Linked DNA regions of Mus musculus: region 2 is linked to region 1. Evidence: chromatin contacts called from public Hi-C data. All regions are on one chromosome and are shown on one strand. Each heading gives the region's core, a stretch centred on a gene start, on an enhancer-like site or on the middle of the called end of the contact. The rest is flanking DNA. Distances are from core to core; before and after follow the strand shown. Region 1 overlaps Zmat4 (zinc finger, matrin type 4). Region 2 has its middle 13 kb from the start of Gm30692.

Region 1 (3,095 bases), core at 333-2,832:
GTCCCTCTGTCCAGGACCATTAAAAAAAGTGTTTGAAAGCCCAGGACAGATGAGTTAAGGGGCCATTTCTGACCTCAGTGCCTAGACTTCCCTTTCTTGGCCTGATCAGAGCTATGACTTGCCACCATCTCATAGACGTTCTGCATCCATGTTTATATCCACAAGATTTCAGATATGGACACATGACAACCTTCAGATCAGGTACCCACTACTATTTTCAATTTAGCCTGACCCTTTGAGGAACTATGGCATTCCATGCCCAAGCCAACCAGGCCTTCTGATCCAGTCTGGCACCCTCACCCTCAACCCCACCCCCCACCCCCTCTCTCTGCCATATGCCCTTCCTGCCCACCATGAAATAACTAGGCTGCTCTCAGCATCTCTAGCCTCTGCTTCCCAGTATTCAACAGAGACAACCTGAGCTCTTATCTTCTGCAATGATCCCCTAAGAATGCTTTCAAATCAAATGCACCTTCCACATTTTACAATACCACCAAAGCAACTTACAAGTTTTTTGGTTTTGTTTTTTTCTGTTCTGGTTTATTGGTATTAAAACTATGCTCAGAAGCCAGGCGTGGTGGCTCACACCTTTAATCCCAGCACTTGGGAGGCAGAGGCAGACAGATTTCTGAGTTCGAGGCCAGCCTGGTCTACAAAGTGAGTTCCAGGACAGCCAGGGCTATACAGAGAAACCCTGTCTCAAAAAACAAAACAAAACAAAACAAAAAACAAAAAAAAACTATGCTCAGAAAGTCGGGGGGTGGGGGTGGGGGTTAGAATGAGGACTGGCCCATCTTCAAGACAAAACAAATAAGCTCTGGATTGTTCTGTTGTCCTTTTTGGCTTCTATCCCCTGACCCCTGATGCTATCTCCCATACTTTCTAGCTATGCCTGTTTTTCACCTCCTCCTCCTCCTTCTTCTTCCAGGTCTCTGTCACTAGAGCCTACTCCACTAGCTTACCTAGCAACAAAGACAAAAAGAATTGGAAGGCAGACCGGATGCTTCAAAATACAAGTCAACGTGCTCCTCTGTAACTCCTCAGGCACCCCAGAGCCTCTGATGATGGCTCTGTCCTGTCTCCACTGCATCTCCCTCCAAGCCAAGAGGATGATGCAGTGATGCAGGGCTGGTTGCCGTGGCAGCAGACTAAGCAGGGAAATGGGGAAAAAAAGCCAAAAACATTACTCCAAAAATGAAAGTAGGTTCCGAAATCCTGCCAGAGGACAGGGTCGCAAGCAGACTTCAGTAGGAGCAGAACACGTAAGGATGCCTGTGCTAGAATTTCAGTGTCATCCTCCTGCCCACGTTCCCCCATAAAAGATCTCCCATCGTGCCTTTGTGTAGGGTGAAGGTCAAAGATATGCTCATCTTGAAGAACCTTTGGGAGTCTGTGCTTCTCCAAATAACAGCCATCCTTCTGGCCAGGAGGCCTAATGTTCCAATAAAGGAATTTGGTGGTTCACACCCTCACCAGCCATCAACCAGCTACACCCACAAGTTCTGTTTCCTACCCTGAGCTGAGAGCGCCCTGTTTCTACCCCCACATTTTTCCCTTGCTCTGTGTTTGCTCAGCAGGAGCAAAACTGACTCACACCATTTGAGTAATTGCCCCTTAAGGGCGCCACTCTCTTCCCTTGTAAGACTAGGCTCTGTGGTTCCTGACTCACAGGCACGTGCCACTGCTGGGTACCCTGGCAATAGAACCACATCTGTCAGCTTCTCTCTTATGTACCCAGAACCACATCTGTCAGCCTCTCTCCTGTGTGCCCAGCCTGGCCCCAGTGGCATCTGGGAAGGAAGGCAGCATCAGACTGCCAGCTTGCAGGACAGTGGCACTCTGGCCAAACTCTGAGGCAAGCCACAGTGCTTGCAGCAGGTGCCTGGCTCACAGCCACTCCTCCTCTCAGGCTCCTTTCCCTTTGGATGGGCAAATTTGACCCACAGATCCCGCGTGTGGGATGTCAGCAGAATGGGTGCTGAGCAATGAGGCCACAGCTTCGGCCTTTCTCTGTAGTTCTTTGTAAGTCCCTCAGGAATCTCATGCCACTCACCAAATGTCATCAACCAAAGTCTCAGACATGTCACAGCCTGGTAGATTGCCCCTCTACTCGTTACTCGGATTTGATTGGGTATTGTCAACATGCCTAGCACTGCTTGGATTTCAAGGTTAGTGCACTGTTAATGAACTTCTAAGATTCTGATCTCATGGAGAATCATTCACCATACTACCCCTAAGGTTCTGGCCAAGGTGATGTCAATACTAGAAGTCCCCCTCCACCTAACAGTAAGACTGGGCTGTAAGCAAGTGCCAGAGGCAAAAAGGCCTGGTAGAGGGGGGAAAACCCTCTGTCTAGGCTTCTAGAAGATACTTACCATCAGTCTGGGGAAAAGCCTGGTGTGCCCAGTAGTAACAAATCTGTCTATGCCCAGATGATGGGCCTAGCAAGCTAATGAAACTATGATCAGGGAAAACTACGTTTGCTTCTGCAAGACACTGCTGAATAAACCCCAGTACCTTCATCAGTTGGGTGGACAAAGGGTAGAGATCTTGGGTTTTCAGTTCCTTTTCCATATCAAGTCAGAGTAAAACCAGAGCCAACACCACACAAGGAAGGACAGACAGAAATAATGAGACAGAAGGCTCCTATGCCCAGGAGGACAGCGAAGGTGGGGGAGGGAAAGTGAGAGATCGAAGCACAGCCCAGTTTGTCATTCATTAAATCAAATCAATGCCACACACATTTTAGAGAGTCAGACCCTACCCCCCATCCCCCCACCATTCAATTGAGGAAGCGATGGCACAGTGGTCAAGCATATACGCTGCACCTGGAGAGGGCCATGGGTTGACTTCCTAGCACCCATGTTGGTCAGCTCTCAACCACCTTTAACTCCAGTTCTGAGAGTTTCTGGCATCCATAGTCACCTGTACCCACGTGTGCACACATATACACTTTAAAATATAATGATAATAATAATAATAATAATAATAATAAATCTTAAAGCAAGGCAATAGTTCATTGTGGGGCCATCAATTTCCAAAGGAAGCTGGTGAATGTTCAAGAAAAGTGGATTTCTTTAATTAGCCATAAATAG
Region 2 (3,177 bases), core at 303-2,802, 660 kb before region 1:
TATGATTTGGGTTGAACAGTTATTAGGACAGAAAACTTTAGGAATAGCAATGACCCATAGAGAACATTTCAAGATGAAATTGCCTAATATATAATAATTTAACAAGTAACATATACCTATCTGAAAAATAGAAGTAAAAATGGCTGTATTTTTACAAAGAAATCTTTCATATCTTCTTGAATGGAGCCTGCCCCTGCCCCAAACACAACACTTTGGTAATTTATCAGTGAACCTCAGCGGGGGCCCATCAGAACATCGTTGGTTGCCACAATTGTTCAGGAGGCTAAATAATTCAGCTGCGAGAAAGTAAGAGAAAGCTCTCTTTTATGTTTTGTAAAGATCCAAAAAAAAAAAAATATTAGTATTTTAGACTTTTTGGTCACAGACACTCAACTGTGACATTGTAGTATGAAAACAAACATAGCTACTATCCACAAGAATAAGAGTGATAGTGTTCCAATAAAACTTTATTAGCAAAGATAGAGTTATCCCACAGTGGGGAGCTGTCAGCCCTTCATGTTTAAAAATCATGTCTGCCAATCTCATCACTATTGACCGGTTGGCTGTTTGCTGGGCATAGCAGTCTTGGGTACAAAGTTGTCACTACTCTGCCTATTTTCCACTAATGCCTGTAGCACCTTTGTCCCTCAACTGCTGCGGGTGTGACAACCAAAGATGTCTTATGTGCCTCAGCTGAGGAGCACTGACTTAAAGGAGTGGGTGTTTGGAGGTGAAGAAAGTTCAGAGTTTGTGTGTGTGTGTGTGTGTGTGTGTGTGTGTGTGTGTGACATAAGCTCTTGTTTAGCCATATTAGGTCCATATCTGCCCCTCTTCCAAAAAGTCCCTTCCCTCTGTGGTCCTAGAAAACCAGTGTTTCCCCCTGGTGACTCAGAGACATGACTCAATATGCATTTGACTATTGAAACTTCAGTTTTATTTACAAATACAACTTCCATAGCAACCAACTCATCTTTGTTATATAAACTGAGGCCCTACTGTCTGTTACTAAGACATTTGAGTACTAAAATTACTGCTTTGTACAACCAGCTGTCTCTAAAAATCTATGTGTGGGGGTGATATGGGTATGTTTCTTGCTCATGTATATTTTATTCAGTCTGTTTTTTTTTAATTCAGGGTGGCATATAACAAAGTTTATAGAATAATCTCATATCTATGATCATCAATATTCTACAACAGTGATTCTCAACCTTTCTAATACTGCAACCCTTTAATACCTCATGATGTGGTGATCCTCTGCTGTAGAGTTATTTCTGTTGCTACTTCATAACTGTAATCTTGCTACTGTTATGGATCACAAGGTAAGTATGTGTTTTCCAATGGTCTTAGTCAACCATTGCGAAAGGATAGTTTGACCCCCTCCCCCCCAACACACAAAGGGATCATGACTCTCAGGTTGAGAAACACCACTCTACAGTTCACTGAGCTCTGAGACTGTGTCTCTAAGGATGCAGGAGGAGGTACTGCTCTGAGATTTGTCAGCTGTGTTGGGGGCTTGCAAAACATAGCCAGGGGTAAGAGTGATTTCCAGAGCCATGCTGTGACGTCTGTTGCCATGTCATCTCAAGGGCTGGTGAGACAGGACTGAATCACCCTGGGGTAATTTCTACATTCCAGCAGAAGGAGAATTCAGAAGCCAAAACAGATGCCAATCCTCTGGGATCTGGCCAATTTTGCTCGTGTCATAATGGGGAAAGGTCTTCATGCTTTCATTTGTCGTTTACTGGGTGTTATGGGAATAGAGGGAAGGGCAGCTGCCCCAGGGGTCTTTGCCACGGTGTGCTGTGGCGAGAGAAGGCACGGTCAACACCACTAAAGATTAGGTTTAGCCTTCTGCAACCTTTCTGTTTTGAGATGCTTCTGGAACAAAAAAAACTAAAGAGGCTGTTCCTCTTGCTCTTAAAACTGATCTTTCATAATAGATCTTCTACGTTTGATTGTAGGACTCGGGACTCTCCATTCCCCAGGTAAAGAATTCCATGTTAATTGTAAGGTTCACAGTCCCTTCCTATAGGTGGGCATCCCAAGCTCTTCGTGAATCCTGATCTTAGGAAGCAGGCCCTAAGGGTCTGGGTCCAGAGTCGCCACAGGTCAGGACTTGAGGGAAGAAACCTGCTCGAGTTCTCGAGTGTCATAGCTAGACTTTTTTCACTGTCCCTTAGGGAGAAACGCTGCCACCCGAAAACAATTATCAGGTCAGCATGACATTTACTTCTAAGCCAGCTTTAATTATAACCAAATAAATGACTTGTAAACCACCTAAAACTGGAAGAAGAAATAAACTCAACATAAACCCCAGAACACGACTGTAGACCATTCCTCAGACAATGCCAAGATCTAGAGATACTCAGTCTAGCCCAACAGGAAGACAAATAGTCGATACTGCTTACTACAGAGCACTATCGAGATGGTTAGGAATCCCATAAGGCCTTTATTTGTTTTCCCAAACAATCCTATTCCCTGACATATGTGGTTACAGATTTTGTTCACATTTTGCGGCTGGAACCCTCTTGATAAACAGCCCTTCTAGGGATGTGGTTGCAGACAAGTAAAAGGGAACTCACCATCTAAGTGCTCCCTGAAGGGACTCACCATCTGAGTGCTCCCTGAAGAAAATCTCCTGGCTTTGTGCCCCAAAGCTGGTAACAGAGATTAGGCTATTTTTAGATAGGTGAAAAATTTGCCTGGTTACACAATCGGCTTCCTTACAGCCATTAAGAGAGAGAATTAATAATCAGAGCTGTGGGCAAGGACAGGCAGATGTATTCCCTGTCAGAGAACTCTGGCTTTTTAAAGGAGTTTATACTCCCATGAAAGCTGGGTAGATGCTTGGTGTGCATGGCAGCTCTCTTTCAAAGACATGCCTGTGAACGGTGGCTATAGAAGTTACTTCCAACAAACCCTTTATAAACTAAGTGCACAGAAAACTTGGAACAAAAGCATTTTGCATACTCAAAATTATCTATGTCAGAAGTCACATAGACTATACCCAATTGCATGCATTCATGCACGTGCAAGCCCCTCCCCCACCTTAGCACATAGTCTTTCATGTCTGTGCATGTGAGCATATTCCTGTTTGCCTGGCAGGAGACATTACCATCCAATACCACTTTTTTTTTTTTTTTTTTTTTTTTGGCAACCATAGAAACTGTATTAGGC

The links. Hi-C and Micro-C count contacts between places; a contact is called where the count stands out from the background.
Region 2: a Hi-C map of cortical neurons shows a contact between it and region 1, with 2.1 times the contacts expected there. The contact joins two enhancer-like sites. A contact is called at or near these places in 5 of 484 Hi-C or Micro-C datasets (cerebral cortex, cortical neurons and uterus) and 1 of 115 datasets of contacts at active chromatin or transcription factors (embryonic stem cells).

Annotation. Positions count from the first base shown.
Region 1 is chr8:23,739,373-23,742,467 of GRCm38.p6, reverse strand. The region is part of intron 1 of Zmat4 (zinc finger, matrin type 4); the gene reads right to left. Among named protein-coding and RNA genes, the nearest start is that of Zmat4, 71 kb to the right of the region's middle. Within about 2 kb of position 1,582, at least 43 of the 459 cell types and tissues checked have an H3K27ac peak or open chromatin away from gene starts, as enhancers often do. A contact at or near this core is called in cortical neurons, where this site is marked.
Region 2 is chr8:24,398,031-24,401,207 of GRCm38.p6, reverse strand. No RefSeq gene overlaps it. Among named protein-coding and RNA genes, the nearest start is that of Gm30692, 13 kb to the left of the region's middle. Within about 2 kb of position 1,552, at least 36 of the 459 cell types and tissues checked have an H3K27ac peak or open chromatin away from gene starts, as enhancers often do. A contact at or near this core is called in cortical neurons, where this site is marked.